Regions from separate parts of the Mus musculus genome. Here region 1 is linked to region 2. The links are chromatin contacts, called in public HiChIP or PLAC-seq maps. All regions are on one chromosome and are shown on one strand. The core of a region is the stretch at or near the end of the contact, and the rest is flanking DNA. Distances in the headings are between cores, read along the strand shown. Region 1 overlaps 2700097O09Rik (RIKEN cDNA 2700097O09 gene). Region 2 holds the start of Baz1a (bromodomain adjacent to zinc finger domain 1A).

Region 1 (6,224 bases), core at 2,467-4,966, 65 kb after region 2:
GTTTTGTTTTGTTGAAACAAGTTTCACTATGTAGCACTGGCTGGGCTGGAAATCACTCTGCAGACCAGGTTGGCCTTAAATTCAGGCAATCTCATGCCTCTGCCTCCCAAGTGCTGGGACTAAATGCATGCACCATTATGCCTGACCAAGAATACATATTAAAAGGGATGTGTCTATGAAAATGGAAAATTATGGTAGGATCACACTACTGATGAAGCAGGTGAACTGGGGTAACTGCCTTCCTTTACTCATTCCTGGATTACTTCCTTTGCTATAACACACAAAATTAGGGCAGGAGAGATGGTTCGATGTTCAAGAACGCTTCTTACATAGCATGAGGACCAGAGCCCAGATCCCAGGTGGTTCCCAGTCTATGTAACTGACAATTATTATTCATCATCACTCTGAAGTACCTAGGCCATGGATTTAAAAATCCCTGAACAACTCTGACGCTGCTGTAGCCCTTTACTTGGCGTGACAAGTCTCTCTATGTAGCCTGCCTGCCTCCAGAGCATCCACCACCCCTCCCTTCTGTGCTCGAGGACAATGTTACGATGTGGGTATTCATTTCTCCAGTTCAGTTTTTGAGAAGGGGGTCCATTAATCAGGCTGGTCTCAAACCAGTGGGTTCAAGATCTTTCTGCCTCAGCCTTCCATGTAGCTGGGGTACAGGCTTGTTACTCTTCCTTCTTAGCTATGACGTGGATGTTAAGGCTCTTACTCACACTCAATAGTGTCTACTAACCTTTAACTATGACCCCACAGTGATTAAAAATTGTGTAGAAAACCAAGGAAGTCTACATCCAGACATGAATTGGATTTCAGTGCTTTTGAGGGTAGAAGACAAACCATAAAGCAGTACTTTAGCAACACAGTCTTGGTATTAGAAAAATGTTGAAGGGCTAGGGATATAGATCAGTACTGTGCTTGCCTGACAGGCAGGAGCCCTGAGGGGTGGGGAGGTTTTTGGGTTTTTTTTTTTATTGTATTTTTTTCTGTGTAACCTTGGCTATCCTAGTACTCTCTCTATAGGCCAGGCCAGCTTCAAAATCAGAGATCTACCTGCCTCTCACTCCTGGGTGCTGGATTTAAAGGCCCGTGCTACCACACCCAGCTCAAGAGCCATAATTCTTGCCACCACCCAAATCAACCAACCAACCAACCAACCAACTAACCAACCAACTAACCAACCAATCAACCAACCAACCAATCAACAGTAGGAAACGTAGCTACATACCTGTAGCCCCATGAGAGACTCTTGGAGACTTGGTACTGTCACTAATAGTGATCCTTGCTTTCTTACATTATGGATGATGTAGTTCCAGGCACTAGAAAACATCAAAAACTGATATAATGAAATAAGGGTAAGATAATATTGCATATTAATGAGAACAGAGATAGCTCTCTTGCTCAATGTCTCCTCTTCCTCTCTCATCATGGGGAGGAGAGCCACAAGCCTGTTCAGAAATCTGCTCTAGCTCTAAGTCATAGCCCAGCCAAGTTTGGGGGTTCACACCTGGGATCCCAGCACTGAGCAAACTGAGGCAGGAGGCTCCTCTGGGGTTACAGGCCAGCCTGGGGTACACTGTGAGCTTCAGGGCACCATCCTTGGCTCTAGAATTAGACTCCATCTGAACAAAGCAACAGCACACCCAACAAAATCCGGGATGTGGCCTTTAACATACAACCCAGCAACTGTACACTGCTATTTACACAAAGAAGTTAAAAACATGTATTTGCAAAAAAATCTGTACATAATTATTTATTGTAGTTTTATTCATAATTTATAAACTTGGGAATGGATAAACTGTGGCATATCTAGACAACTGAAATATTGTTCGGCTCTAAAAGGAAATGTGCTCAAGTCATTAAGACACAAAGAGCCTCACGTCTGTTGCTAGAGAGGGAACCTAACCTGGAAGGATTCTGGATTGTCTGATTCTAACTGTCACAGCTGGAAAGTAAAACTATGGGTTGGTAAAAATATCAGTGGCTGCCAAGGGTGAGGTGAGAGTACAGGACCAAGAGCTGAGCAGGGGATTTTTAGGGGAGTGAAACTACTGTCCATGTTTTAAGGCTGGGTGCATGTCACTACATATCAATACATGCACACACACACACACACACACACACACACACACACACACGGGCTTCGAAGCACCAAGAGTGAACGCTACTGTAAACTGGAGACTTCTGGTGACTATTCAGTACCCAAGACCCATCATAAGAAGCATACTGTTCTGGTGGGAGGGACGACAATGGTACAGTTTCAGCAGGTGCGTGGGGCAGAGTGTACAGGAAATCTTTATCTTTTTTAAAGTTTTGCTGAGAACTCAAAACTTCACTATAAAGAGCGAAACAAAAGCCTGACGTGTCAGCTTTTATCAGACACTGGATTTTATTTTATTTTTTTGAATAAGGATGACAAAAGAAAATGCAGTCAGTATCTAGAAATCTAGATAGGCAAAATGTTTACCCACAGGAAATAGAACCACAGCAACACAGTAGAAATTGGCAAATTTTCCAGTTCCTGAGGGGTGCTGGTAAAGTTACAAGGTCAAAGTACTGATATTAACAAGATGGGGATGTGGGTTACCGTAAAGGTTCTGAATAAGAGAAGTGAAGTTTTCAGAATCACACAAGTCAAGCAGGATCAGCATCAAAGCCTTGTACTTTCTCCACAGAGCACATGAGAATCAGTCCTTCAGACTGGGGGGGGGGGGGGTTGAGGAAGATGAGGAGTCTGGGAAAATCAGGGGCACAGAAGCCAGAAACCAAAAATAACTGTGTAGCTGTGTATGGTGTGTAGATTAGATCTTTTAAACTCACGTCAAGAGTTAAATCATAGCTCACCTGGCTGGCTGGAGTATTTTAGGGATGGAATTCCAACATTAAAGAGCATCTGCAGAGTTTGGAGGGACCAGCCAGTTCTATAGGATAATGAAATGACCCGCCAGTGCATGTCAGGGAGCTGTGTGTTTGCCCGGTTCTGTTTAACTCCCAGGGTTGATATACACCACACTACACTGCACAGATCTTGGTTCCCCACCAGTGGGGAACAGTCTCTGCAGTGTGACTGGTGAGGTGGGTGGGTAGCAGTATCAGTTGTACTTATTTTTGGTTGAGGCTATGGCTAGCAGGTATCATATTTAGAACTTATTTACAAAATAATGCAACATTTGTTTTTTTTCAGGATGCGAATGATAATCACATAGCACTGTTTCAACTAGAGCTATCGTTTTTTAATGTGGTTCCTAAAAATGATGTACTTTACAAGCCCATTTAATTAAAAAAAAATGAAAAACTAGATTAGCATGACTTTTTCATTTGTCTGAGACACGCACGCCTCACAGAGTTCAGGATGCCCTGAATTAGCTATTTAGCTGAATTCACGGTCACAGACTAAAGCAGAAGTTCTGTGTCCTGGTACGGCATGGGTCCAGGAACCCTGCCCTAGAGGCAATCAGAAACACTCAAGTTGGGTGGGCTCTACTCTCCTTCCGGATGGAGAAGATGCATCAGCTGGAAGCCCAGCGTGTTTATTATACACAGTTGAGCAGGTTACTGCATGCAGCTGGACACAAAGGGAGATTACTACATAGAGCTGACAAGAAGACAGGTTTAGCTAATCTCACTAGGGGCAGCCTCACTAGGGGAGCAGTTTTCAGGCTGTGAACATCCAGGGGTAGAAAGCATGGTAGTTATTTTCTACATACACTGTAAATATCTGCATAGGAACACAGGAAAGCCTTATCATTCTCATGAGTCTAAGGTGTGGCGTCCTTGACATGACCACGACCACATCAATAACACATTCACCGAGGACTTCACCGTCCCTAAACAGAAATAATTATATAACATCATATAGCTACTACTTGTTCAGTAACTCATGTAGTCTCTATGAATGAATATATGAAAAAAGCTGTTTTTATTTTTACTTAAAGTCAGGGTCACATAATGGAGCCCTGCCTGGTCTGGAACTCAGAGATCTGCTTGCCTCTTGGATCCTAGTGCTGGGGTTAAAGGCATGCGCTACCACACCCATCTAAATATAGATCCCACCCTGCCCCCACAATTCACCAACAGCTTTCAACATTTTTTCAGCATTTGAAATCTATAAATCTCCAAAGTGTTTAACATTATTTTTCTCTCAGTGCCTCATTAGTATACCAGTGACGATATACTCGTCAACAATTATATGTTTTTCTTATCTGCAAGTAAGTTTAAAAGTAAAAAAGCTGCTGATGTGGTGATAAATGCCTGTCCTGTCAGCATCAGGAGGCAGAGGCAAGAGGAATTCAAGTTCAAGGCCAGTGTGGGCTGCACAGAGAAGTGATCAGACAGTTGCTACCTTCTCCACCAGCTGGAGAGTGAGATAACTCCAGGAACCTGTTAGAGGGTCCTTCCTCAGGGACACTGTTAGAGGATGTAGCTTAGAGATAGAGCACCTGCCTAGCATGTACCAGGCCGTGGGCAAAGCAAAAAAGCAAACACAGAATTAGCTAGTTTTGAAGGTTAATATTCTCATCCTCTCTGTTAAGCCTTGGTTACTCCATACTGTTTTATGATCGGTGTGATGGCTAGTGTTAACGGTCAATTTGACAGAATCTGAAACAGCTGAGAAGAGGGGCTAGGGGCTAGCTGTTAGGGTGTTATTTTGGTCAGATTAACTGAAGAGACTGGGCTAATTAGCATGCATTTACTCTCTGCTTCCCATTCCTGAGTGTGGATCCACTACCCATCATCAGACAAAAGGCACTGAGCACCCAAATAGCCTTTCTCCCTTACCTTGCCTTTGTCAGGCTTTACCACAGCATCAGGAGAGGAAACTAAGACAAGAGATTAGCACAATGACAGCAAAGAACAGTACCAAACCCCTGGGAGCTATTTAACTGTACCCTAAGTGGATGTGGGAGTCATGCTACCATTTTAGATCCACCCAAAAGTCCATATTACAGGGCGCGCTGAGATGGCTCAGAGGGTGGTTTACATAAAGCCCGATGACCCAAGTTTGATACCCAGAACACATATGGTGGACAGAAGTGACTTTTTTCTTTTGTTTTTTCGAGACAGGGTTTCTCTGTGTAGCCCTGGCTGTCCTGGAACTCACTTTGTAGACCAGGCTGGCCTCGAACTCAGAAATCCGCCTGCCTCTGCCTCCCAAGTGCTGGATTAAAGGCGTGCGTCACCATGCCTGGCTCAGAAGAGACTCTTACACATTTCTTCTACACACCCACTCTGATGAGCACAAATAGATACATGTAAACTTAAAAAATTTAATACATTTTACAAAATCAAGTGTCAAAATTTTGCATTTAATCTGTTTCCTTATTAAAATAAGTTGATATCATGTACAAATGTGCCAAAGAAAAAATAAAAATATTAATAAAATCAAGTTGAGCACTGGATGGTAGTGACAGGCTTAAGTTTGAGGCCAGCCTGGTCTACAGAGTGAGTTCTAGGACAGCCAGGGCTACACAGAGAAACCCTGTTTTAAACAAACGAAAACAAAAAACAAAAACAACAAAAAACCAAGTTGAGTTTGTCATTTTAAAATTAGCATGAAAACATTTCTACCTTATACCAATCTTTTTTCATACCTTGCTGGATATATTTTAATAACAGTTTTCTTGCTTCAGTAAATAACCTACCTGGCCTGTTGAGCCTCAGTAAGAAAATATTCGAAGACATTATTCATTACAATGACATCAGCAGTTTGCAGAAGGGAACTCTGGGTACAGATGTCTGCATGAAGCACCTAAAGAACGAGTATAGCATGTAAGATGTAAGAGGACGACGAGAACAGCAGAGCGAGCACGCAGCCACACAGGAGATGCCTGCTGGCCTGCGATGCTGTGAGGACCACAGAGATACTTGTTATCTAGTAAAACCCAGAAGCTTGCAGAGAAGATTTGCTTTAAATGGAATTATTTGTTTTGTTATAATTGTGTCCCCCACTTGCTGGTTATTAATTTTTAATGGAGTTTAGAGATTTTTTTCCATTATAATTACATTGTTAGGTTTAAGAGTCAAAAGATCCAGGTTTCAATTATGGCTCTGTCCAACTAGATTTGTACTCTTGGGTAGTTAATTTCTTTTTTTATAGTGGTTATCAGTCCTGATGATACAATATAAAAATTATGGCTCAACGGTTAAGAGCATTTACTGCTCTTACAGAGAAATGGGGTTTGGCTCCCAGCACCCACAAGGCAGCTAACAGCTGT
Region 2 (6,478 bases), core at 2,606-5,105:
GGCCTCCAATTGGACATAGTTAAGTGGGTGAGCCCAGAGGATGCCAGCAAAATATACCTGAGAAGCCACACAACAGTGACAGGCAGATAGAATGGGCTGTTGTTTCAATCCATTAACTTTGGGGTAGACTATTACATTACAACTACTGATACACATATTTGACTGAAGAAAGCTAAGTGTTAACAAAAAACAATATAGCTGCTAAATATAAGAAAGATAAAGCTGAAAATTGGGCTTGTGGGGGAAGGAAGATCTCTGTTCAAGGCCAGTCTGGTTCAAAGAAACCCTGGAGGGGGAAAGTGAGAGACTGAGAGAGAGAGAAGAAAAGAGTAAAGAAAGAAAGTTGAAAAGTGTATTTAGGAATCTCTGCTCTACACTAGGGGGAAAAAAAAAAGACTGTGGGCTAAACGATCAGGGACATGTGGCCAACTTATTCCCGAAAAGAAGCAAAATACACCCAATTTGAAGACACTAGTTTGAAAGATTATCCACATTCTCTTGAAGAGTGCATGCTCATCACATAGCTTTTGACTACAACTCAATCTTGTGTATCCGGCCATCAATGTGGAAACTGGCTGGTATGAAAAGCATTTTCCCCCACGACAAATTGATGGCACCAGGTGTGGTGGCACATGTCTGCAATCCCAGCAACTCAAGTGCAAGAGGGTCTCAAGTTCCTGGCCAGCTTGGGCTACACACAACACCTCGTCATTCATAAACAAAGGGCATTCTGATTTCTCCACTTCCCACCTAGAGCCTAATCACTGAGGGGTGCAGTAAGGTCGGTGCTGAGCTGACCAGAGAGCAGTCACCATCTATAGAGACCTAGGGAGCTAACCTGAGTAGCTTGTAATTCTAGTTTCTTTGTGCTTATTTCTACAGACTTTGGCAACAGGAAGAATTCTTCATAGAAGCAACATGTGATAGTAAATAGCAAGAAGCACAGAACATGGAAGGCCTTAGAAAGATGAATTCAAGTTCTAGTGCCAACAAGTGCTAAAATATGTGACTACAACTGTAATCCAGGGGCTTAATCAAGAGCCTGTAAGCCTTCCTCATTCGTGAAAAGGACTCAGTTGACAAGAACGACAGACAACCAAACACAATGTACTAGAAGCTAGTCAAATCTTTTCCTCAGGGAGCTTTTCACTGTAAACTTGTTCTGGGTTGAAGCAAGATGGATTGCCTACTAGTGTGAGGTGGAAGAGCGTATTAAAATTTACATGGAGTCAAAGATGTGGATTTTCAATTCCAAGTAGGAAAAAAAAAGTCAAAGAGATTAAGCCACTGGATAATAAAAAAAATCAATAAGAAATTATATTTAAGATATATAAGTTCTAGTATTAAGAGCCAACTGTCTTTTTTTTTTAACAATTTACAACCAAAAATAAAAAAAATTAAAATAAAAAATAAAAAATTTTTGGGCCAGGTCAGGCCACTCTGTTCCAGTTTCAAAGAAACCTTGGAGCGAGAGAGCGAGAGACTGAACCAAAACTCACTGTGGCCCACGGGCTGGCCTTGAACTTGCAGACCCTCTGGTTCAACCAATGCCAGGAGAGCCTTTTCAAAAGACTGCTTATATAAAACCAAGGAAGAGTTTTGGATGTGAGCCTGTTAACTATTTTCTTGGTACTCTTAAATTAAAAATTAATCAGAAATGTTCCTAAGGATTTTAGCTTAAACATTAGATGAAGACATCATCCTCGCACAGTTACCCAACTCAATTCCACCTAAGAAGTTACAAGAGTGCACTCAAAGTAATAAAACAAGTCTATACAGGAGCCCAGTGAGATGTGCACTCCTACTTAAGGGTACTGTTTGGTGAAAAGTACTATCTACTTCTCTAGATACAACATGGTTACCTGTAACCCCTTCTAGGGAGCTGAAGATAGGGTAGGGAGTGGAGGGTCTTTCTTGGAACTGACTTTTCTAATCTCACTACTCCTTTCTCAGCTGGCTGTTGAGTTCGCCTAAAGACATCCCTGGATCAAGCCTTTCTCTCAGGCCCCCAAACTCAGAAATCCTCCTTCACACAACCTATTCGGTTGCTATTAACATACGGTTTCTAAGCCACAAAGAGAGTCTGCGTGGAGGAGAAAGAAAGAACGAGAGGGCTTGTGTGTGTGTGTGTGTGTGTGTGTGTATGTCCCGTGACTGATCAATTCGGGTTCTCACTTAAGAGTCTGTTTAAACACCGGTCGCTGCTTCGTGTCACTGAGCCACGCACGGAAACTCTTGGATACACCAAGCAATGACAAAAAATTGGGAGTTGAAGCTACATCTGCAGCAGCTTCAGGTTCTTATCAAAACAAAAGCAGTGGCACATGTCAGGCGGCCCACATGAGCCAGAGGAGGGAGTGTGTGTTGGGGCGGGGAGGTGGCGGTGGAGGCGACAAACTGAAGCTGGAGTTGAACTTGTCTAACCCCCCTCTCCCAACTCCCACCGCCTAGCTCTTGGTGCTCGAAAGGAAAACCAGGGGCGTCCGGGACCCCGCTATCTCCCACTCCTTTCCCCACGCTCCGCTCGACTACTCCCTCGCAGGTCTCCTGGGGGCGGAGACGCCGAGTTCCCCGGGGACCGGAGTTTAGTCACCAAGAAGAGGCGGTGACAGAGCGTGGCTCTCGTCGCACACTCCCAGGCCTAGGCGGCGCGGGACGCGAGGCCGCCGCTCAGGACACCCGTGCCCCAACGCTCCCCGGCCCCGTCCTCCCGGCCGGTGAAGTAACCCCTTTGCCCCCAACGCGGAGCGAGCCTCCACTCCCGCCCCGTCCCCACCTCAGCCCCGGCAGCCTCCCACTACCAAACGTCAGAAGCCACGCGCGACCGCGAAAAACCCAGTCCGGGGCCAGCCCGCTTCCTGCCCTCGGGCTCGGAGAATCCCTCTCCGGGCTGAGGCACCGGGGCGGCGCGCGGGCTGACCCGGCGGGGATCCCGGAACCGGCGGCCGAGCGCGTGCGGCCACGGCGGGGAGGGGCGAGGCGGGGAGTTTCCGCCCGCCCGGGCGAGCGCGGCGGCTCCGAGCGGTCGCCGGCCTCCGCGGGCCCCGCCGCCAGCCGCCCCACGCGGTCACGGCGCGCGGGGGATGGGCGGCCCGGCCACCCGTCACGAGCCCCGGGAGAGAAAGAGGAGACAGACAGACAAAAGGGCGCGGGGGCGGCTGTCCCCGCTGCGCGGCCGGCCTTACTCGTAGTGGCGGAAGATCTCGTTGGTGACTTTACAGTAGAAAACTTCCTCGTCCGGCCGCAGGTCCCCCGGCGGCTTCTGCCTCACGAAAGGCTTTCGGTGAAGCAGCGGCATCTCCCGGCTGCGCGCGTCCGCCCGCGCCCCTAGCAAATTGGAGGGAAAGGAGAAAGCCGGTAAGGTCGGGGAGCGCCGGGGCGGCTCGGCTGCCTTTTGTGTGACAGACGAGTCCGGTCCTCCCCGCCGCCGGGGTGCCCAGTCTGTCGGGCGGCCGCGGCCCCGGCGCGCCCCGCGGGCGCCTCACAATGGGGCGGACGCCCGGCGGCGGGCGGTGCGGCGGCTCCCCCCCCCACCCCCCAGCGCCGCTCCGGGCCGCCGCACCACCGGTCCCGGGACTCGCAACGTGCTCGACGCATCCCCGGGGCTAGGCGGCCACGGAGCCCGGGCGCCGCCGCGCTTTGTTCCCGGTTCCCCGGGACGCCGGCTGGCGAGCCCCTCACCTGCGAGCACTTGCCCGCCGCCGCACCTTCCCACGAGGAACGCCGCGAGGTCCCGGCCCGCCCCGCCCCGGAGTCTCTCCCGGCCGCCGCCGCTCCCGCTGCCACTGCCGGGCTCCGCGCGGGGATCGCGTCCCGCCGGCACTTCCCCGCCTCTCCGCGCTCCCGGGAAGTTTCTGAGCTACTTTCGGCTCTGAAGGAGGAAGAGCTGTGGGGAGGAGCTTTTCGCTTCTCGCTTCTACCTTTTTATTGGCTACTGGATGACTTTTACAGCCTGTCACTGATACAGGAAGAGAGGGCGAAGAGCCTGGGAGAGCTACATTATTAATTAATGGAGCAACCCCTCGTGAGGAATCAGAAGCATCCTCCATGTTTGAGATTATCGGCCAGAAGATCTGGGGAAAGCGCTAGTGTTCCTTAAACACATGGCAGACAAAGTAAAGTCTTCATCTTTTCCAATGGGCCACCAGCGCCCAGCTATTGAGTTGAAAAGGGGATTCCGGCTCCGATTTAAATTGCGTTTTGAAGAAAGGAAGAATAAGAAACGAAATCGCTAAAACCCTCAAAGTATTTTGCATGCGTAATCATCCATCTTGAAAGAAAGAACTTTTTTTGACACCAGTCCTTCTTGATACTTAAAACAATTCAAAGAGTTTGATAGCTCAGGAAAAGACAAAAGTTTGAAATGTCATCTCACTTATATGATCCCCCTACATATTTAAAACTAAACCCAGAATTTTTAAAAAGTATAAGTAACTTATAATCTACAAGTAACTTAAGGTCAATTTTCAGTTCAATTAGAGTCCTAACGATGTTAAATTTACTACCGAGATGTCTCATTAAACAATTTTCCCATATCAGTAATTTTCACAAATGAAACCAAATTTAATTCTTATAAGACTTGGGACTTTTGAATTGAAAAGGATATTCTAAGTTAGAAGTCATTCAGAATGTTCACCAACTTTTAATAATTTTTGCCATCACTCTATTTGCTTATTTGCAAATTAACATGTAAGAATGAGTCTAAAAGTATAACTGAGGAATAGTCTTCCAGTAAAATGTTACTTTTTTTCCTAATTACTAATGCTGTGAAATGATTTTAAAAACTGGGATCTTCTATAACTATTTGTATGTGGGTGGTGGTGTTTAAGACTATTTACCAGTTATGAACTTCTCAAACTACTATGATTATAGAACGAGTAAAATAATACTTGGTGAAAGTCTGTTCTATGGCACTAAAAAGCAGTTAATAGTGTGTGTGCATACACATTTCTGCATGAGCATAGCCACAGAAGCTTACAAGTCTCCCAGTGGCAAGTATATACGTAAGACTGTATGCTTTTCAGAGAAGTACACAGTACACACTTAAAGACTTGGTGTTTTGAAAATTGACCTCCAAATTTCTGAGTTCGAGGCCAGCCTGGTCTACAGAGTGAGTTCCAGGACAGCCAGGGCTATACAGAGAAACCCTGTCCCGAAAAACAAACAAACAAAAAACTTTTAAAAAATTGACCTCCAAATAATATACAGAATAATAGTAAGAATTCTCTAGGAAGTAGTTATTAATAGCACCTACAACAGTCCCCTAAACAAGGGGCAAGAAGAAAATTTAATTTACAAGGTGAGTGTTGTGTGTGCGTGCATGAGAGAGAGACAGAGAGATAGAGACAGAGAGAGAGAGATAGGTGAACCCAGGGGCCTAAGCATGCTAAGCCCCTAGCCTGAGGTCTGTATTAGCACAGTATGCATATAATCCAAAAGTTAAAATAAGTGGGAATCTAGAAAGGGATTAAACTCTCTGAATACTTCTAGTTTTCAACTTACTATTTGCTACATTTTAAAAATTGTTAAATTATCGAAAATCGAGATAGGCAGGCAAATGGCTCTGTGGATTAAGACACTTGTCACCAAACCTGACTACCTAGGTTCCATTTCCAGAACCCACATAGGGGAAAGAGAGAACCCACTCCCATAGATTGTCCTTTGATCTCCTCTTTTGTGTGCCCCCCCACTCCAATAAGTAAATATGATTTTAAATTTTTCTTTAAAAATTTAAAAGCAAGTGTTTATTTTCTTATTATAAATACAAATATTGACTATTTAGATTATTTTATTATGCTCCCAAAATTAAGATTTTATTCTTTTACCTATCAAATAAATACTATCAAAATCGATTTTTCTGTTCTCATACTCAATTTTCAGTATACTTATGTTCTGGGTTTTATGTATAGTTTATTTAATTTGTGACTGTTAGAAGGTGTTATGTAAGCTTAGAAAACTAAAATTATCATGTACAAAAGTTTGTTTTCTTGGGGTCATTAGGATAAGAATGGCCCCCATAGGCTCAGATATTTGAATGCTGAGTCACCAAGGAGTGAAATTCTTTGAAAAGATTAGACCGATTAGGAGGCGTGACCCTGTTGGAGGAAGTGTGCCACTGGAGGTGTGCTTTAAGGTTTGAAAAGCCCTGGTAAGGTCCAGGCTCTCTCTCATCCTCTGCCTGTGGATCAGGACACATCTTTCATCTATAGTCAGACCTCAGAGGTCTAGAGCCACTGTTCTCATATCAGACTGAGGGCCTCCCATGTGAAGAACAGCGCAGAGCTTAGGTGTGTTCTAGACCTCTGCTGCCCAGGAGAATCACCTGTGAGTGTTTAGAAAATACTGATGCAGATTGTTTTTTGGTTGGTTGGTTGATTGGTTGATTGGGTTTTTTTTGTTTTTGTTTTTGTTTTTTTGTTTGTTTTTTTGAGACAGCGTTTCTTTGTCTAACAGAGTCATGGCTGTCCTGGAACTCGCT

What was found. HiChIP or PLAC-seq counts read pairs in DNA pulled down with a chosen protein or histone mark.
Region 1: an H3K4me3 HiChIP or PLAC-seq map of the SCID.adh cell line shows a contact between it and region 2, with 36 read pairs. The contact joins the enhancer-like site here to the promoter of Baz1a in region 2. A contact is called at or near these places in 11 of 39 promoter capture datasets (the 3T3-L1 cell line, the C10 cell line, the HPC-7 cell line and 8 more), 2 of 15 datasets of contacts at CTCF or cohesin (CD8 T cells and large pre-B cells), 49 of 484 Hi-C or Micro-C datasets (the 3T3-L1 cell line, 3T3-L1-derived adipocytes, the AML12 cell line and 37 more), 30 of 115 datasets of contacts at active chromatin or transcription factors (the 230-238 cell line, CD8 T cells, the SCID.adh cell line and 21 more) and 3 of 9 other capture datasets (adipose tissue, liver and pancreatic islet).

What each region holds. Positions count from the first base shown.
Region 1 is chr12:55,047,650-55,053,873 of GRCm38.p6, forward strand. 2700097O09Rik (RIKEN cDNA 2700097O09 gene) reads right to left here. Exons shown (of 8, transcript NM_028314.2): 6 at 5,652-5,758; 7 at 1,238-1,328. Among named protein-coding and RNA genes, the nearest start is that of 2700097O09Rik, 29 kb to the right of the region's middle. Within about 2 kb of position 3,717, at least 36 of the 459 cell types and tissues checked have an H3K27ac peak or open chromatin away from gene starts, as enhancers often do. A contact at or near this core is called in CD8 T cells, the G1E-ER4 cell line, the SCID.adh cell line and 9 more, where this site is marked.
Region 2 is chr12:54,982,481-54,988,958 of GRCm38.p6, forward strand. It overlaps Baz1a (bromodomain adjacent to zinc finger domain 1A), which reads right to left and starts at 3,856. Exons shown (of 27, transcript NM_013815.2): 1 at 3,682-3,856; 2 at 3,186-3,327. The coding sequence starts at 3,298. Gm51983 (a long non-coding RNA gene) reads left to right here. Exons shown (of 3, transcript XR_003950194.1): 3 at 883-2,169.